2 separate regions of the Oryctolagus cuniculus genome follow, and region 1 is linked to region 2. Evidence: chromatin contacts called from public Hi-C data. All regions are on one chromosome and are shown on one strand. Each heading gives the region's core, a stretch centred on a gene start, on an enhancer-like site or on the middle of the called end of the contact. The rest is flanking DNA. Distances are from core to core; before and after follow the strand shown. Region 1 holds the start of VPS50 (VPS50 subunit of EARP/GARPII complex). Region 2 holds the start of BET1 (Bet1 golgi vesicular membrane trafficking protein).

Evidence for each region. A called contact is a pair of places that touch in the nucleus more often than the background predicts.
Region 1: a contact with region 2 is called in a Hi-C map of an unstated tissue, with 4 times the contacts expected there. The contact joins the promoter of VPS50 here to the promoter of BET1 in region 2. A contact is called at or near these places in 2 of 6 Hi-C or Micro-C datasets (psoas muscle and an unstated tissue).

What each region holds. Positions count from the first base shown.
Region 1 is chr16:42,571,299-42,575,333 of mOryCun1.1, forward strand. VPS50 (VPS50 subunit of EARP/GARPII complex) reads right to left here and starts at 2,232. Exons shown (of 27, transcript XM_070059817.1): 1 at 2,053-2,232. The coding sequence starts at 2,085. It overlaps HEPACAM2 (HEPACAM family member 2), which reads left to right and starts at 2,253. Exons shown (of 10, transcript XM_008261727.4): 1 at 2,253-2,425.
Region 2 is chr16:41,915,282-41,919,713 of mOryCun1.1, forward strand. It overlaps BET1 (Bet1 golgi vesicular membrane trafficking protein), which reads left to right and starts at 1,606. Exons shown (of 4, transcript XM_002713801.5): 1 at 1,606-1,833. The coding sequence starts at 1,815. LOC103349471 (a long non-coding RNA gene) reads right to left here and starts at 1,590. Exons shown (of 4, transcript XR_011383209.1): 1 at 1,458-1,590; 2 at 819-931.

The sequences.
Region 1 (4,035 bases), core at 982-3,481, 660 kb after region 2:
TAATTAAAGTCTACAAAGTCCCTTAGGCAGCACCTTATTTTCACAGCTCACAGATTCATGAGCCATACACTGAAGATAATCAAGTATGTGGAAGGCAAGCCATAAACATTATTAGGATGACTTTTAAAATTTACATAAAACTCCAAACTTTACCCCACTTTTTACAGTATAATACCAACTTTTGACATATGTTCTTCCGAGCTTTGTTTTGGTTTTTTCTTTTCTATTCTAATTAAACCTCAAGTTCAATAAGCAAATGGCTGAGGCTTAAGAGCTACCATTTCCAAAGCAATTCCATTAAACTTAAGAGAAATCAACTTTTTACTGACATTTGGAATTCTGTGTTTCTTCTCTCCTACTCACTTTTACAAATAAAGCTCTTATATAAAACACACACACACACACACACACAACAAAAGCTGCTGTACAACTGTAACAATCTGGGCCCCAAAGAACTACATGACGGGGTGCCGGTTCAAGTCCCAGCTGCTCCACTTCTGACCCAGCTCTCTGCGATGGCCTGGGAAAGCAGTAGAAGATGGCCCAAGTCCTTGGGGCCCTGTACCCACATGGGAAACCTGGAAGAAGCTCCTGGCACCTAGCTTCAGATTGGCCCAGCTTGTGGCCATTTGAGAATGGATGGAAGACCTTTCTCTCGGTTTCTCCCTCTCTGTCTGTAACTCTACCTCTCAAATAAATTTTTAAAAATCCTTAAAAAAAAAAGTTAAGCACCTTTATTAAAAAAGAAACAAAGAATCTATTGCCTGAATGACAGGTACAGCTGGTTACTTCTTCCTGCTTTCCCACCATCAACACAGCCAATGGCGATCTCTATAACCAAGCACTTCCTTGGTCATGCCCAGGCACAGTTAACCCCTTTATTTACCATTTTAACTTCATTATATCACATAAACATCACTACCATACTAATCCCACGAGGCACACGTTATCACTCCCATTTTAAAGATGTGGAAACAGATGCTCAGATAAAGTATTAAACTTGCCCATAACCAAACAACCACCACAGGATGAAGCGGGACCCAAATTCGTTCTCAAGTAAGAAGCATTAGGAAGCACACCACCAGTGCTCAACGAAGGTGAGAGACTGCCAAATGTGACTGATCACTTACTTTGAAAAAAGTCACTATGCACGGGATTTATTACTTCTATTTTCATGGCATTACCTAAATGCAATTTAATGCAAGTAAAATAATCACGTAAGAATCATTTGTGCACTGTCCACCATAAGTACACAATTTGTATCCTCAAATACCTCCCAAGTTGAGTTCATAAATAAGAATTTAACTTGGAATTTGCATTCCCTTTTAAACAACCACAGAAAACCGCACGGGGGAAACTTTCACTAGAGGACTATACTCCATGTTGTCCAAACTCTTCAAAGCCACATTAATTTAAAACCCTAAATTATGTGTTTTTTTATATCATCATTTTGCCTGGACAAGGATAAAATTTTAGGGTAGCATTTCCCAAAGTTTTCACATGCATTGGCTGGCTTATTCATGGCTCATAAAGGAACCGAATAAAATCAGAGACAGAACAAACCAAAATAATTATTAACCTCACTTTCAGCCCTGTAAGGAAACTTAAGCTGCAAGTTTGGGGGCTTTCACAAAATCTCAGGCTACCGAATCTCCCGCTATTCTCACTCGTTCCAGGACATTCCTACCCCACCTCTCTCCGCAGGCCACCAGCTCGCAGCGGACACACAGTCCGCTTGTCGGTGACACTGCAGGGGAGCTGGGGCCGTCCTGACGAGATGACCAAAGCGGGAGGAGGGGAGCCAGGGATGCTCTCTGACTGCCTCCTTGCCCTCGTCTGAAGCAGTTGCTGGAAGGCTGCAGCCGCAGGAGCCGGGCTCCCATCTAGGAAGCTCAGGCAAGTTTCCAGGGCGTGCCACGGCTCCCCTGTTCCCTTGGCACCTGCCACCACCTTTAACTTGGGTCTCTGCCCGCCACGGCCCAGAGACTGAACATCTCGGCTCATCTCCCAACCCAGATGAGGGAGGATTTGGCTTCAGCCGCCGACACTTACCTGACGGGTCATAAGAGACTTGATTTTTTGCATGTCGAAATCGTGAGGAAGCTACTTTCCCGGAAAAACCTCACAAATCACATCAAGCCACCCGACAGCGGGCCCAGACACTGGGAAGCCATAGTGGGTTGTCACGTGGAGCAGCCGACCTGGTCATCCTTGCTCTCCCTGGGCATGCTGGGAACTGTAGTCTTCCGGTTGCTGTCGGCGGCAGCGAGAGACGGAAGAGGCCAGCCCAGGTACTCCATTTCCCGGCAAGCCAAGCGGCGGGCGCTTCAGGGAAGCTTGCACCGCGGTTCTTGACGGCGGTACTTGCGCTCTGGACTGAGATTTCTGCTTCTGCGAGGCAGAAACCTACGGCACAGGTGACCAGGTATTGGACGACAGGAACGCTGAGCAGCGAGTACTCAGACCGCACTGACTCGATGCCCCCAGGGAGCGTGACGGAGGAAGGGGCGGGCCGGGAGAAGGCGAGCCTGCCGCGCAGGTGCAGGGGCTCAAGGACGAGCGCTCTCCGAAACTGACCGGAGAACTCGGGACAGCCAGAGTTTGGCCCAAGCACAGGTGTCGTGCCGGTTGCCCGAAAGGCGGCCGGCCCCGCTTAGGCGTGTTCTTCCCCAACTGTGGCACCCCTGCAGAGGCCCTAAAATCAAAGGCTTTTGACTCCCACCTACCCTGTTACTACCGTCGCAGTTTAAAACAATCCAGACGGAAAATACGAATAGTGCATATACAGGTCATTTTAAAGGAATTTACTCAGGATTACTGCAGAAACCGAAGGCCTGGTTATCCAGATGTTTTGAGTCGGGCTCATGGATGGCTTTGAATAGCAAGTCCTAAAGCATGATACCAATGATAGTTGTGTTTACATTCTGTCAATGTTTATCAGAACAAAATATGTGACACCCATCATTTCAAAGTCATTTCTCGGGACAACTAAAAAATGGTTAAAGTATCCACCTAATGACAACTATTAGGTAACAAAACTATAGGTGGTAGTCATATGTGGTAAAAATAACAGAAGTGGTTTACAAATGACTGAAGTTTAGGGGAGCCCAAAATCAAAGTTATAGCCAATTCTGAATTCTCCATTCAGAGGCTTTGCTTTATTGTTCACGAGTATAGGCCTAATACGAGGGTATTTTAAAGTTCATGGGAAAATATTCAAAGATGTTTAATGTGGCGCAAAAAATATTTAAATCCATGCTTAAGTTTTTCATAACTGCATTTTCCATGAACTTTTTAAGGACCCCTCCTAGTTGACCTAGGACTTTGTACGTAGCAGCACTGTGAAACTTGGGGCTGTGTGATGCCTTTGCAATCCTCTGGTCTGGCCCTATCAAGGCAACAGCAGACAGGATTCAAAATTCACTGCATATCAGGCTAATCGTTGATCATTTTGTATGGCCCACAAAGAATGTTATAAATATCCAAATGGCCCTTGGCAGAAAAAAGTTTCCTCACCAATCCTAGGTTAATGCAATTTACAAGTTGTAAAGCACTATACAATTACAAGGAATTAACAGTCTACCTTCTGCCCAGTTCTCTGCTCTTGCAGATCCACCTTCTGCATGTCGGTCGCTATTACTTAGCAACTCCTTTTTATAGGTTTTCTTATATGCCTCTTTGACCCTGTTATTTATAAACCCTTAAAAACAATCTTGTCACATTAAGGCAATTCTAGTTTAGTGTGTTCTTTTTTTAAGATTTGTTTTTATTTATTTGAAAGGCAGAGCTACAGAGAAAGGTGGAGTCAGAGAGGTCCTCCATCTGCTGATCCACTCCCCAAAAGACTGCAATGGCCAGAGCTGGGCCAGACAGAAGCCAGGATCCAGAAGCCCCTCTCCCACTCCAGGTCTCCCATGTGGGTGCAGCACCCAATCACTTGGGCCATCCTCTGCTGCCCTCCCAGCACACCAGCAGGAAGCTGGATGGGAAGTGGAGCAGCCAGGATCCAAACAGGCGCTTACATGGGATGCCAGT
Region 2 (4,432 bases), core at 356-2,855:
CTGCCATTCAAGTAAATACAAAATGGTTTTTAAAAGGAGAGTCTCTCATTTCTCTTATTGGATCTTCAGTGTTTATTTGTAGCAACTGTCCATAATACAATCTTGGTTTAATTCCACACCATTCAGAAATCAGTTGTTTATTTTTACAAAGACTCTTTTTCTCTCAAGATGCTATTGGATTAAACTTATTTCCCAGGTTAATAACTTATTATTGATGTAACAAAGATGTAAGTCTCAGCCATTCTTGCTCATTGCCCAAAAGATAGATAAACATTGGCATGTATTCCTTACCCTTGAATCTCAATTGGATCTCACATCCTATTGCCTTCATACCCCACTCCCACAGCCACCTGAAAGACCAGTTGCTGGAACACTTGAAAGACCAGTTCCGGGAATTCCCCTCCACCTGCTGCTCCCTAATCCCACCCCCGCCTCTAGCCCTCCTAAAATATAAACAGGCCAGGACCCCCAGGACGGGGGGTCAGGGCCTCCTGCCACGTGTTCCATCAATGTGCAGGAGGGCAGTTGGTCATTCACCTCTTCTAATTTATTTTCTCTGAATAAATTCAGTCTGGCTGTAAATTCATTCACTGCCTCCTCTCTATTCTGCACCTCTTTTCCTAACATTTATGGTGCCCCGTGTGAGGAGGCACCAATCTGCAACTCTTTTCCTAACAATTATAAAAACTTATTTTTGTGTTTTAAGAAAGCAACTTTAAGGCAGAAACTGAAGTCACAGCTACATCACTGTCACAATGGGAAACCGAGGAAACAGGACATGATGAAGATTCAGAGACCTCTAGCCGGGAGACCATTACCTTGTCACACATCAGCAACATCAGAACGCAAACACCAGCGGACTCCGAGCATTTCCTGCGTCCCAGATGTCTTCAAAAACCATTGCTGCAGAGTCTCCTCAGGGTACCTCATCCTGTGAGATAACACGAAATTCTCACTTGACCCAGGCAGCAGCACCAACACACTCCTCACCACACCCTACCCCAAGCACTGAAAAACCCCAGTCGGCACATTGCTATATGTAAGGCAGTATTCAGCACCACGTGTCTAAGGGATTCAGGCGTGCTCCCTAACCCCAACGATGCTTCTAGAAGGGAGCCGAGGGAGCAGCAGGGAGCCGGCTCGCTGGGGGCTCCGAGAGACCCCTGCTGCCTTAGCCCAGCACGAGTCTCCCCCCCTGAGTGTGACCAAGCACAAATCAGTTAGCCTCTGCTGCCCCGCCAGTGGGTCTCGGACTACTTGTTTGCAAGACGAGAAACTTGGACGAAGTTCTCTCAGACTTCCCTGAACTAACTCTGCAGGTAACAGTGAGTACCAGTATGAATCAGGAAAGGTAAGTCAACCACCTCTCGTGGGCCGGGAGAAGCTGAGCTATTGTGTTAAATGTAGGGACCTGTAGGCAGCTAATCCCACGGCCCTAGCATACGGGGTCACGGTACCGAACAGCGAGTTTCAGGGTCCGGAACAGGAAGCCAAAGCGGATGTCGCCCCTCTTCCGGAAGTCCCGCCCACTCCAGGAAGCGAGTCCCCATCGCTCCTCCAGCCATGCCCTTTACGACAACAGCGAACTACTTTTCCCAGAATGCCATTCAACTCTCCTCGCGGAGCACCAATGGGCGCCCGGGTTGACGCCATCAGTCGGCGCGGTGTACCAGGCTTCAGTGATGTCGTGGCGCTTGGGGTGAAGAAGTTGGTGCTTCGCGGCGCCCTGGGACTGAAGACGCGGTCCGGGTGACCTCTGGCCCTTTCCTAACTTCTCTACCCCCGCCTGCCTTTTTCCTCCCTCTTCTGGCGGGATGAGGCGTGCAGGCCTGGGTAAGAAGAGGTCCGAGGTGCGAAGTGGGGAGCCCCAGAGCCGGCCTTGGTCGGCGCGGGAGAAAATCGCCCTGGTGTCCTGTCACTCGGCATCTGGTCCAGAAACGGCGTGTGTGGAGGGGAGCCATGCAGGCGGTGCCTAGTGGAAGCACGTCATTTGTCCTAGATCTTACGGGGGTATCCTTAGGTTTGGTCTCCGGACCCGAGTCTTGGAGAGTAGCATAGGACTGGGGTGCGGTATATGCAGGTGCCAGCTCAGTCGTCGGACTGTGTGCTGTGTGGTGGCCTGGCCTCTCTGCTGTTTCTGCTTTCCTGCTGCCTCTGCCTCTTAGAAGGGAGATACGAAGAGTGGGGTTGCATGCTAAGCGCTTCCACAGTGATTATGTGAGTCGGCTAGCAGTGAGTGACAAAGGTACATGTACACGTCGTTACCTTACAGGCCTTGGGGTGTAAGGTCGGGGTCAAAGGCAGTGTGCCTGGAGCATTTCTTATCTGAACCTCTTCCACTGGTTAGCAGCTGTCGGGACTACCTCTTATGGTTCTGAAGCTCTGTACTAGGAGATGGTTAAACACGAGGAGGAGGAGGAGAAAGACGAGAAAGAACCCTGCTCTATCAGTGCAGCGTGATTGAGAATATATGTGAGCATTGGCGAAAGATGACTGTCTCTGCCAGCCGTGGTAATAACTTGGCAAAAACGAAAACAGGGCTTACGAAAAGTGTCAACTTTAAGGTCAATGAAAGTTGTCAGTGTGTCAGTGTTCTTTCTTAGTGCAGTTTTTGTGAATCTGGTTGGAGAAAGCCAGGTAAATTGAAGACAGAAAAGAATGTTGATCAAGTTTAGTTTTCACCAGCCTATGTGTTTTCTCAGTGTCTTTAGGTTGTATACCTGAATGAGCTCTAGCTATATAGTTGTTTTGTTACTTTCTTGGTGCTCCCCACAGCTGGGAAGTAGGAAAATGTGCAAAGGTAAATTATGGTACAAGGTGGCAGCTATACATCCAAACACAAGATAATGTTCTGCAGATAATGTCTCAGAAATTGCAGAGATGGTGACCTTGAAGTAGACCATGAATAATGAAGTTAGGAAAGATGAGTTTCAGGTGAGAGGATCACTAAAAAAGAAAAGAAAAAACAAAGAGCATAGAACTAGGATTATGTAGCTAAGGAATTATGACTCAACCAATTTGATTGAACCAAGAAACATGAGACCACATTGTGGAGATTGCATTATAGGCCAAGGAGTTTAGATTTCCTAAATTGCCCTTGAGGCCCACTTATTTTTTGCACTGCACTCTCCCTGGTTAAGTTGCAGGAAGGGGACTTGAGAAGTAATTGTTCTCAGTCCTGATAGCACATCGATTAAGGAACTGTTGCTATAATTTACATTGTTATGAAGTGACGGTTTTTTTTAAAAAAACTTGAAGTGCCAGTGTGAAATGACCTGCAATTTTAGATTTGGAATAATAATGAATTTGATAGATATTCATGTGAAGAATATTTGTGTTGGTGGATGATGTTTTTTGCTTTTTTTTTTTTTTTTCAAATATTTATTTATTTGACAGGCAGGGTGACAGATCTTTTGTTTGCTAGTTTACTCCCCAGATGGCCTCAACAGCTAAAACTGGGCTAAACTAAAGCCAGGAGTCAGGAACTCCATCTGGGTCTCCTACATGGATGGCAGTTTGGCTCCTCCCCCACTGCCTTTCCAGCCACATTAGTAGGGAGCTGCTTTGGGAGCAGAGTAGCCAGGACTTGAACAGGCATCTGATAAGGGATGCCCAGCATGGCAAGCAGTGGCCTAATTTGCTACACCATGAGTCCATCCCTGGGGGAGGGTGATAGCTGAGAGAAGATAAAACTCTAATAGAAATATGCACTGAAAGATTTCCAGACAAGAAATAAAATGAGAATTTCATTTTAAATAGATGGAACAGGGACAGGTATTTGACCTAAGTAGTTAAGCCACTGGTTGGGGCAACTTTGTTGAAATGCTTGGTTTCTTGTCCCGGCTCTGCCGCCAGTTCCAGCTTCCTGCCAGCGCAAACCCTGGGAAGGTAGCAGGTGACTGCTTGAGTAGTTGGGTCCCTGGCATCCTTGGGGGAGCCCTGGATCTAGTCTCCAGTTCTTGACTTCCGCCTGGCTCAGCCCTGCTGTTCATTTGGGGGCACAGACTGGCCTAAGGGAGCTCTCTGTCTCTTTGCTTCTCAAAATTTTTTTAATGAATAAATGAAGCAATATAAAAGAAATCTAAAACTAAAATTAATGTATGTGAAAAGACCCAAACAAAGGACATATAGTAAGTAGCTATTCATTTAGAACTTGAAGAAGTTCTAGAATTTCTTGAAGTTACAAAGTGATTGAATCCAACCAGTCAGTAATTACTTATTGGGCAATGTTATATACTTTGGCTCTTAAACATATAAAATAAGTAGAAGATGTTTCCATTTCCTTAAGGATGTTGATCATTATTATAGATTGCACAGACTATTCATTAATAAAGTTGCATTTTTCAAGACAATGATTTTAGTTGTTGAGTGGGGGGAAAATGAGCCCAGTCTTTAAATTCATAACACATTAGCTTTATGGACAGTGTGTCAG